Linked DNA regions of Mus musculus: regions 1 and 3 are each linked to region 2. Evidence: chromatin contacts called from public Hi-C data. All regions are on one chromosome and are shown on one strand. The core of a region is the stretch at or near the end of the contact, and the rest is flanking DNA. Distances in the headings are between cores, read along the strand shown.

The links. Hi-C and Micro-C count contacts between places; a contact is called where the count stands out from the background.
Region 1: a Hi-C map of B cells shows a contact between it and region 2, with 37 read pairs. The contact joins the enhancer-like site here to the promoter of Nln in region 2. A contact is called at or near these places in 7 of 39 promoter capture datasets (the C10 cell line, the SN4741 cell line, cranial neural crest and 4 more), 3 of 15 datasets of contacts at CTCF or cohesin (the NIH/3T3 cell line, large pre-B cells and pro-B cells), 8 of 484 Hi-C or Micro-C datasets (B cells, CD4 T cells, DN3 thymocytes and 3 more), 18 of 115 datasets of contacts at active chromatin or transcription factors (the 230-238 cell line, the NIH/3T3 cell line, the SCID.adh cell line and 11 more) and 4 of 9 other capture datasets (adipose tissue, embryonic stem cells, liver and 1 more).
Region 3: a contact with region 2 is called in a Hi-C map of uterus. The contact joins the enhancer-like site here to the promoter of Nln in region 2. A contact is called at or near these places in 3 of 39 promoter capture datasets (hippocampal neurons, liver and pre-B cells), 2 of 15 datasets of contacts at CTCF or cohesin (embryonic stem cells and pro-B cells), 15 of 484 Hi-C or Micro-C datasets (the C2C12 cell line, CD4 T cells, the G1E-ER4 cell line and 9 more), 10 of 115 datasets of contacts at active chromatin or transcription factors (the HPC-7 cell line, astrocytes, craniofacial prominence and 5 more) and 2 of 9 other capture datasets (embryonic stem cells and liver).

What each region holds. Positions count from the first base shown.
Region 1 is chr13:103,749,786-103,753,378 of GRCm38.p6, reverse strand. Srek1 (splicing regulatory glutamine/lysine-rich protein 1) reads left to right here. Exons shown (of 12, transcript NM_001361085.1): 8 at 235-354; 9 at 677-985. Among named protein-coding and RNA genes, the nearest start is that of Srek1, 23 kb to the left of the region's middle. Within about 2 kb of position 1,783, at least 8 of the 459 cell types and tissues checked have an H3K27ac peak or open chromatin away from gene starts, as enhancers often do. A contact at or near this core is called in B cells and pancreatic islet, where this site is marked.
Region 2 is chr13:104,107,764-104,111,373 of GRCm38.p6, reverse strand. Nln (neurolysin (metallopeptidase M3 family)) reads left to right here and starts at 1,760. Exons shown (of 13, transcript NM_029447.2): 1 at 1,760-1,958. The coding sequence starts at 1,918. It overlaps Sgtb (small glutamine-rich tetratricopeptide repeat (TPR)-containing, beta), which reads right to left and starts at 1,633. Exons shown (of 11, transcript NM_144838.2): 1 at 1,405-1,633; 2 at 185-304. The coding sequence starts at 284.
Region 3 is chr13:103,702,480-103,705,794 of GRCm38.p6, reverse strand. The region is part of intron 1 of Gm30551 (predicted gene, 30551); the gene reads left to right. Among named protein-coding and RNA genes, the nearest start is that of Gm30551, 3.5 kb to the left of the region's middle. Within about 2 kb of position 1,749, at least 21 of the 459 cell types and tissues checked have an H3K27ac peak or open chromatin away from gene starts, as enhancers often do. A contact at or near this core is called in uterus, where this site is marked.

The DNA.
Region 1 (3,593 bases), core at 534-3,033, 360 kb after region 2:
ATAACTATTAAATTATTTTTGTTTTGTGTTCTACACAATATAATATAGCAGGTAAACTTACCCAGTAATTTAGTTTGCTATTATAATGAAAACATTATAAAAGGGTCATTTAAGGTCTTAATAAATAGGATAGTTTTTCTAAATGATCTTATTTGAATATAAGAATTCTTAGCTTTTTTGGAGTTGAAATTCTAAGAATAAGTTTTGATATCTTTACAATTTATTTTTCTCTAGGAGTAGATCCCATAATAGGTCACGCTCAAGACAGAAAGATAGACGTAGATCCAAGAGCCCACACAAGAAACGCTCTAAGTCTAGGGAGAGGCGGAAGTCAAGGAGCCGGTCACGGTCACGGTGAGTTCTTGAGTTGTCACAGAGAGTTTAAATTTTATCACTGTTTTCACTCATGTGAAATTGTGGCTCAGGTTTATTAGAAGTAAGGCTTTCTTGTTGCTTTAGTATCTAAGATTAATATTGATTGCTCTGATGCAAATATGGCCAGTGTGGTTCAGCTTAGCCTGCTACACCTCAGGTCCACACCTGAGTTACACAGAAAATTTTTTAATTTGTAGTCAATGCAGATGATTTGGATTGGTAATTGTGTAGAAAGAAAGGCCTCTTCCTTTTGAGAGAGAATTATTTTAGCCAAAAATTTATTTCTGTTTGTTTTTTTAAGGGACAAGAGAAAAGATACCCGAGAAAAGGTGAAGGAAAGAGTGAAGGAGAAAGAGAGGGAAAAGGAGAGAGAGAGGGAAAAGGATCGTGAAAAAGACAAGGAGCGGGGTAAAAACAAAGATAAAGACCGAGAGAAGGAAAAGGACCATGAGAAGGAGCGAGACAAAGAAAAGGAGAAGGAACAAGATAAAGACAAGGAACGGGAAAAAGACAGATCCAAAGAGACAGATGAAAAACGGAAGAAGGAGAAGAAGTCCCGAACACCCCCCCGAAGTTACAATGCATCACGACGATCTCGTAGTACCAGCAGGTTTGGTGATACATAACTTCTGTGTGTGCGTGTAGGTGCACATGCCTGTGGGTGCTGGTGTGTGGAGGTCATAGGGTGACATTGGATGTGATTCATTGGCCAAGACACAGTAGGCTAGGCTGATGAGCCAGTTATCCCTGGGAATCTGCTTGTCTCTGCCTGGACAGTACTGGCATTAAAGATGCATGCTACTAAGTCTGTTTCTGTTAATCATGTGTTGTGCTTTTTCCACATGGGTTCTGGAGGCAGATCTCGGGGCCTCATGCTTGCATGACAAATGCTTTACTGACTGAGCTATCTGTCACTGCACCTTGCTTAAACTTTAGCTAAGAGGGACCGAGGGGGAAAATACTCTATGCAAACATAGTAGTTAGTAACATTACCCTTAATTACAAGTCAGCTTTTCTCCAGCAGAGGGATTGCCGCATCATTGAACCTTCTGGATGAAATATTTGGACACACTTAGCTATCTTTCATAGTGCAATATTTAAATCTGATTAACTTTTTACTTACTATTTTTCTTAGAGAAAGGCATATGATGGGGAGAATGTTTTAAAATGGCTACGTAAAAGTTCTTGTGTGATAGTTGACCTTTGAGACTTTGTTGTGTCTCTAGAGTGGCATGTTACATGATTTCCACATAGTGTGATTCCTGTCTGTCGACTAAGTTAACTTCCAAAATGCTTTACGTATGATGTTTAAGTATTATTCTCTTTTGTTAGTATTAAACGTTAGATCTTTTCCTCCTAGGACTATTTTTTCCACTTATTAATAGATATACTGCCACCAGGTGGCAGCATGTTGCTATGGTAACAGCTACAAAATGAGACACTTCCTCAAGGTTGTTTATACCCTTATCCCAGATGATTCTAGAATGATCAGTTAAGCCTAGTCTTTTAAAAACATTTTAAAATAAATGTCTTAATACATTTTAAAGTTGGTTTTTCATTGCATATACATTGATAAATGAATATATTTCCTAGTTTGAAAAATGTTATTTTACAGCTTATTTTTCACACTAGCCTATTAAAAGATAATAAAAAGCTAATTGTAGTGTTCATTGGATGCTGGTATAACAGGCCAAATTTAGTTCTTAGTTGACTTGAATTTCTCACCTTATTTACTTCTTCCAGTAAGGTTGTGAGACTGTTAGACTGTGGTACTTAAAACTGGCTCAGAACCATGAAGTTGAAAAGAGTAACACCGGTCACAACATGCTCAACATAGAAGCACTGAAGCAGGTTTAAACAGCCTTTTCCCTGGGTATCAGCCTAACCTGTGACTGCACCCTGGGTGCAAGTGATTTTGTTGGTCATGTGGGTGCCTTCATGTTATTGTACCATCCAGATACTCTGCTTCACAGCATCAAATGATTTGAATCCTTTTTAATTAGTAATATAAGTTTATTTTTCCAGAGACTCTGAAATGCTTGTTGGCTTTCTTCCATTGCGTGTTCATGCTCACTAGCTTAATACCCTTTCTCTCTCTCTCTCTGGCTTGCTTGCTCGCTCGCTTGCTCTCTTACTCTCTATTGCTCCTGCTCTCGCTCTTTTTAGACGGTCTATGTAGCTCTCAATATATAGAACTAGCTGGCCTCAAACTCAGAAAGATCATGTGACTCTCCAAAATGCTTGGATTAAAGGTGTGTACCACAATGCCTGGCTCCTTTTATGTTGAAGGGACTTAAAGGGTTCAGAGTCAGTCCTGAAGATACTCTTAAAGCTCTGGGACCAGGAGACGAAATGAGCTGGGAAGACTGAGTGAGTGAGTGAGTGAGTGAGTGAGTGAGTGGCTGGCTGTGTGCACACATTGGTTGTCTGAGAGTTCTGTCAGCAGCTCTGGTTGGTTACTCTTTAGTAGGTCTTTCCTCTTCCAATGTTCTGAGTAACTGTTCAAACACATTACTTCATGCTTTTATTTTCAGCATTGTCTCCTAATTTGTATTTTTCAAAGATCGGATACTTAAAAAAATGATGAATGCTTAAAAATTAATGTTATGAAAGGGAAGGAAAGGCAGAGAGTGTAACTCGGTGCTTTTCTACCATGTGTGGGTTGGGTTTGATTTCTCCAGTACTGTTTCTGCTCCCCACAAAAAAAAAAAAAAAAAAAAAAAAAGAAACAATCTTTATCAATTGAGCGCCTGCTTGCTATGTGCCAGGCTCTGTTCCTGACATGTTGCTGGTGTTATATTCTGGTCCCACCACAACCCAGGAAGTCTGGAGTCACGGGCTTTGGCTTTTCTTTGTTTTATGAAAGAAAACGAAAAGCAATAGTAAGGAGAACTTGAATTTCAGAAGATTGATATTTTGTTTGTGTGGTCAGTGGTTCTGAGAGCTGCTGCTCCTCCTGTGTGTGGGATGTGTGTGCATTTATGTTTGCATGCCTTACGATTAGAGGTCAGTCTCTGTCTTCCTCTGTCACTCTCCACCTGAGTGTTTTGAGACAAGGTCTCAGTGAACTTGAAATCATTGACTGCCCAGGCTGGCTAGCAAGTCTCCCAGCTCTTCCTGTTTCTGCCTCCTGGTGCAGGCCTACAGGTATGTGACACTCTGCCTGGCCTTTTCCATGGGTGTTTGGGCGGCATGTACTTTATCCACTAAGCAGTTGC
Region 2 (3,610 bases), core at 511-3,010:
TTTTTCAGTAGACAAATAGTCCTATTTCCTATTAGTTAAAACAAACCTCAAAAAATGGAAATAACATATCTAGTTAAGCCTCTCAACAAAATATTCTGATTTTGTTATTAAAAACCATAAGCTTTGGATTGTAGCTATTTTAGTATTTCTTTACAAAATTAGGACACAAACAATAGGTGCCTACCTTCCAAACTTTCTTGTTCATCAGAAGTATATGCATCCATCTGACTTTGTTCCCGCAAGAAACGAATAACTGCATAAACTAGGGGCTTCACAGATGACATTTTAGACGCTTAAATATCTCCTTGATTAAAAAAGAAGAAGAAAATAACAAGGGTCATCCACCAAGTTCAAAGCAATAAAAGCAAAAATATTCATTACCTTGATTACTTTTCTCTCTTTAAAGGGTCCAGAAAGCACAAGTGGTTATAGTCATGTATTCCACATGCTCATTCAGACCCAGCACTATTCAACTATGTTAAAGCTTGCATCAGTAAAAAAATAAAAATAACAAAGACAGATTTTCAAAACATGTGTAGCAACGCCTAGAGCTCACCGTGTCTTAACAGCATATATGATACAGATACAAGAAAGTATAGGAGTGCAGACATATGGAGAATCACCCTTGAAAGGCCTCGCTTCTAAGTTGAGGGAGATCTCGTACTGCTGACTCAGAATGTGAGCCATAGTGAGAGCATCTTCCTTTATTCCAAGAGATTTTTTTTAATGTATTAATCATTTATACTCTACTACTTTTGTAGGTTAAGAGTCACTTGCTGACGACAAGGCTCTGTGGAAAGGTTATTCAACCATTGAGTGTTATTGTTAAAACCCGGCGTTTCTATTTAATCAGTACACTGGTCAGAAATCACCGTCTAACCCGATAGATAGTACAAACCGATCTGCCCCTGCCTGCAGTAGCTGTGCTCTCGTGGACAAGCTGGAAGCTCCTGGCCGCGTTCATTCACATGGAATACTATGCATCCAAACAGTGGCGCAGGGCCAGGTGGCATTAATGGCTTATTTCCACTAAATCGTATCAGCAATCTGCTCCCCGGGATCCCTAATTCACAGCCAGGGTGTGGTACCCGCTTCTAGGATGTTTATTAGCTTTGTACTTCTTTTAAAGGCGAATCTACTCCCTAGGCCAGAGAGGTTATTTCACTCTCTGACTAAGGACCCGGGGCAGAAGAGGGAAACAGAATGGGGGTGGGGAGAGCTGTCCAACCTCCTCCAAGCTTCCCCTCCTACATCTCCAATCACATCCACCTCCCACCCCCATGGTTCCCTCCCCGTTGTACCCCGGCTTTGCCTCAGCCCAGACAGTGTTTGCAGGGGGTGCGCGGTGCAGGCCTCCATCTGGGGCTGCGGGAGACGCACCCTTTCCAGAGAGAAGCCCCTTACCACGAGAGGACACGAGATGACGGCTGCGGGCCCGGGGGCGTCGGGAAGCGGGTCCGCCTGTCCCCGCGGTCCTCGGGGCTTGAGCGGTGTTCTGGATCGCAGAGGGGGCCACGGCTCCCAAACTTCCCCCGCTCCAATGCTGCCGCCGCCGCCGCCCCCTCAGCCCACCCGGCTGCTCGCAAGGCTCTCGGACGACAGTGCTTGCTGGATCCGCCCCAGGGGCGGAGCAGGGCACGGAGGGGTGGGGTGGAGGCGGGGCAGAGAGAGGGGCGGGGCGATGGACTCGGGGCGGGGACGGAGCCGGATGCGGGGCGGGGCTAGGGGCGGGGCCACGGCGTAGGCGTGGGCCTGCAGCACGTGGGAGGGCGCTGGCTAGCGGCCTCAGTCTCGAGATCTGGTCTGCTCCGCTCTGCCCGCTCTCGGCTTCCGGGCTCGCAGACTCCACCGCCCGCCTCCTGCACCTACCAAGCCGGAGGACCACGCGCCAGCTGCTGCCGGCCTCCCGGCCTGCCCATGATCACCCTGTGCCTTTCGGCTCTGCGAGGCCTCCACAGGTACTCTAGTGGGCGGGTTAACCTTGACCGTGGGCAAGGGTGGGGTCGTCTGTCGACGACAGCCGTGGGGCCTGGTGCAGCCCTACTACACCCACCCAGGATGCCTCTGGGACTGTTCTTTCCCTCTGCCTGCTTGATGGACTCTGTAGGGACACCTGGTGCAGCAACCTGGGGCCACCTTTCCCTTGCCGCTTCCCCCAGGAGGCCGTCCTTTCCCCTTTGTTTGGGATTGCTTCAGCCGCAGTCTGTGAGAATTGTTGGGTTCACAGACCCAACCCAAAATAAATACGGAAGGATAGACCGACGCGCCCTTCAGACCTGCGGACCTGATACAGAGAGTGCCGCAGCTGTGGACTCCAGAAAGCAAGCATTTTCGTACGCACCTCATGCACTTGTTAGCGGTCCAGGCGTTTAATATACACCCGAGACCGCTTTGGTTTTCATACTTATTTCCGTCCTTGCTTTCTAACTTCATTTTTATATCCCTCCTTCCTTAAAACATTCGATCTCTTAACCTGGCAAATTGACTTGGTCCAGAATTGTTGCTTGGACACGGTTTGAATTGCTTCCTAGCGCTCTAACCACACCCCTCTGCAACAGACCAGTAGCAAAATGGTGAGAGAATTAAATTCTTTGCACGGATATGCCGGGTTTTCGGGAACAAAGCCGCCACCACCTCCCATTGCCAAATCTGCCTTACACTGAAATTTCATGTGAAAGTTCAACGGGGAAAAAAGAACTTTGTGGGGTTTGTAGATGTGCACACAACTATTTCAACCATCAGCATTTCTGCTTTTCGTCATTTTCTATTGTGCTTTGCCACTCATCTGCGTGGATCACTGTGTTCCTTAGCCCTTGTGCACCCAGGGGACAATAGTGATTCTTCAGAGTTCACCTGATGACTGTGACCATTATTTGAGCAAGGTTTGTTGTTTTCTGGTCTCCAGGCTGGAAGTGGTAAAGCTGTCAAATGAAGTTCTTTTTTCCATTTAATGGAAAGCAAGAAGAGAGAATAAATTTCCATTATAACGCTGCTAGCTCTCTTTTCTAACTTTTTAATATTAAGACCCCTTTACCTTTAAAAATTGCTGAAAACCTAGGAACATTAATTTTGTTGTTGTCGATTATATCTACCGATAGTTAACCATATACAATTAAAACTGGGACATTCGGGCTGGAGAGATGGCTCAGTGGGTAAGAGCACCCGACTGCTCTTCCGAAGGTCCAGAGTTCAAATCCCAGCAACCACATGGTGGCTCACAACCATCCTTAACGAGATCTGACTCCCTCTTCTGGAGTGTCTGAGGACAGCTACAGTGTACTTACATATAATAATAAATAAATAAATCTTTAAAAAAAAAACTGGGACATTCATAAAGATTAATGTTTATCAAGTAGTAATAAATATATGCGTATTTTTCCATTTATCTTGTCAGTGGATGCTGGAGTGACTTAATACAAAATGGCTTGATTACTACACATACCTGTACATTTAAGCTGTTTCTCCATTTTATTTTGATTTAAGAAGGAAAACCTTACTTCACATTCATATATAGGTAGAAAGAGAAGAATTTTTTTAAGCTTTATTTATTTTATTTATATGAGTATACTGTAGCTGTCTTCAGACACACCAGAAGAGGGCATCAGATCCC
Region 3 (3,315 bases), core at 500-2,999, 410 kb after region 2:
TGGGCTTCCCCGCCAGAAAGCTGGAGCTGTTTATGCCCTCCACCCTCCTGTCTCCCTGCTGTCTACACTCAAGGCCACAGTTTCAAAGGCAGGGAGAACAAAGTCATAGGGTCACCTCGTGTACACTGCTCCCCTGTTAGACACATTGTTAGAAACTCCCTTAAGAGGGGAACTCTGTCTATGCAGCCCTGGAAGTACTGGTCCATGCTGGGGTGAGGCTTTTTGGAATGGCCTACACTCCGGTCCTTAATCCCTTAGCCATGTTTACTAAGACAGTCCAATAAATGTACTTGGTCCCGAAGCTAGACATGTGTGGAACGGTCCCTTTGTCTGTTACTGCTGCTCAGTCTGGGGTGACCAGATGTTTGCTTATGTCTCCTTAGGGGAAGTGCATGCGACTGTACACATACACAACTGGGACAGATGCACAGTGTCATAGATTGCCTTTTTCCATATTATCAGGAGAACTTCCCAAATATTAATAAGATAGAGGTAAATTATTTTAAATGTGATTTCAAAGCATTACACATTTTTTTTTTTTTTGCTGAGATGTTGGAAAAGAGAATTTTCCAACAATAGAAACAATTTTCTTTCTTCTTTAGATTTATTTATTTATGTATATGAGCACACACTGTAGCTGTTCAGATGGTTGTGAACCTTCATCTGTTGTTGGGAATTGAATTTAGAACCTCCGCTCCCTCTGTTGGCCGGGTGGTTTGTAAACCACCATGTGGTTGCTGGGATTTGAACTCAGGACCTTTGAAAGCACAGTCAGTCCTCTTACCCGCTGAGCCATCTCACCAGCCCAACAATTTTCAAACAATAAAAAAAAAAAAAAGATTTACCCCACCCCCACCCAGAGATAACCATAATATTAGTGTTTGTTTCTCTGACTTCTAAATATTACGTATGTTTTAATGACTGTGCATAATACTTGGGAATTTGTTTTAAAAAACTGACACACGGGGCTAGAGAGATGGCTCAGCAGTTAAGAGCACTGGCTGCTCTTGCAGAGGCCCCAGGTTTGATTTCAAGCACCCACAGGGTTGCTCACAATTATCTCTAACTCCATACTCTCTTCTGTCCTCTGAGGGTACAGGTACTCATGTGGTGTACAAAAATGTGTGCAGGCAAAACACCTATACATGTTTTAATAATACAAACATTAAAAATGCACATATTTTCTATGCCGTTGAATAACACGCTACAGTACATTCTAAAAGATCACACTGTATCCCAATTTTTTTGTTTTGTTGGTACTGGAGGTTGAACCTGGGGCCTTATCCAGAAACTGAATTGCATTCTGTCCCACACACCTGATGGAATATCTTCAATAAGCAGAAATTACAAAATTGTGTTGTTCCTAATTCTTTCTTTTACCAGGAAAAGTCTAGCCACCGTTCCTAGCCTCTTAGAGTCAGAAAAGTGGCTCTTTTATATTTGTACCCGAATTTATTACAAACTCTTGCATGTAGTTGTGGGGACAAAGGCATTCTGAACTTACTGGCAGCTTATCCCTAAGCAAAAGGGATTTGATATTCTGAATATCAAAATACCCCTGCCTTTTATCTAATTGTATATCACCTACTAAAATCTGTGCTCTACTCTGACAGGCTTAAGTAGGTAATTTAAAAGTTCCATTTGGTTATTGTCTCATGCATAACTACTGAAACTAGAGTACTGCGTGGTTGAGGGAAAGGATCTCCCAAAGCGGAGTGTTATTACATTGTTACAGTTCCAACTTGGGCCATTTCCCGGGCTGCCCAGAACGTCATCCTTGCAATGTAGCGCTGTTTTCTCTCTAGACTGTTACTTCACACACTGCTACTTACTTTCTATACACACCGTTAACTGCCCCTTTCCTGATTATTAAAACATACTCTTTTCACTGTAGAACATTTATAAAATAAAGATTAAGTCTCCCTGTGGCAAAGAAGGCTTCCTGTCCACCAAAAATCTTGCTCCTTTTGCCCATAATTAGTCTGGGGAGATGTTTTTCCAGCCCACATCTGCAACCAAGCATGGCCAAAGGTGGTGCGCACAGTTCCCTTTCAAGACTAAGCCTTTGAAGTTAAAGGTGGGGTTTCTTTGCAATCTTTCCTCTCTTCTGCCAGAAGGATGCAATTGTTAATGAGGCCCTAGGGGATTTGAGGAACTGCAGCTGGAGAGGGTCTGGATCTTAGTCCTAGAGTTGGAGAGCGCCATCTGCTGGCCACTGGGTTACCCTGCTACAGGGATCCGGCAGTGACACTCCATCTGGTTACATTACACAAGAGCAGTGAGTGATTCAGTCGTTAACACTTTGGTCCAACTTTTAGTTACTTTCCTATGCATTTAAATTATGATTATGTGTGTGTGTGTGTGTGTGTGTGTGTGTGTGTGTGTGTGTGTGTGCGTGCGCGTGTGTGCGTGCGCGCGCGCTCATGTGTTTGCATGCCACATGCCAATATCTGAGGACATCTTTTGGAAGCCAGTTCTCGTGGGACTCAAAAGTCCAGTTGTCCGGCATGTGTAGCTTTGTTTGTTTCCTTCTTTTCCCCGAGATGGGATTTTTGTGTGTGTGTGTGTGTAGCTCTGAATGTCCTAGAGCTAGCTCTGTAGACCAGCTTGGTCTCGAACTCACAGAAATCCACCTGCCTCTGCCTCCCACTTACTGGGACTAAAGGTGTACACCACCACACCTGCTGCAGTTGCCTTGACTTACTGAACCATCTATACATTTTTCCCCCTTCCTTGGTTCAGACTGGATGGTGAACTTTTTTGAAAAGGTTATTGGCATTCATCGCCAAATTGCTTCTGAGAAATGTTGCTTAAATTCCTACGTCAACATGGCCTATAGACCCTCAATCTGTAGATCATTACCCCTTTAGAGGGTCAAATGACCTTTCCACAGTGGTAGTATATCAGATATCCTGCATATCAGATATTTATGTTATGATTCATAACAGTAGCAAAATTACAGTTATAATATAGCAACAAAATATATTTATCATTGGGTGTTACCACAACACGAGGAACTGTATTAAAGGGCTACACTGTTAGAAGGTTGAGGACCACTGCTCTGTACCTTGCTGTAACCTTTTCTGTATGTGTGCACAGAAGGCTCACTTATGCTTACCTGTGTAGCTACAGACCAACACCAAGTGTCTTCTGTCACTCTCATCTCTCTTATTTTTGTGCCTGTTTGTAGGTGTGTGCACATGTCAGAGTATGTGCACACATGTGCAGGTACAAAGCATGTGGGACTCAGAGGTCAATCCCGGTACTGTTCCTCAGATGTTTTGGAGACGCTGGAAGGTGGGGCTTGCTAGTAGG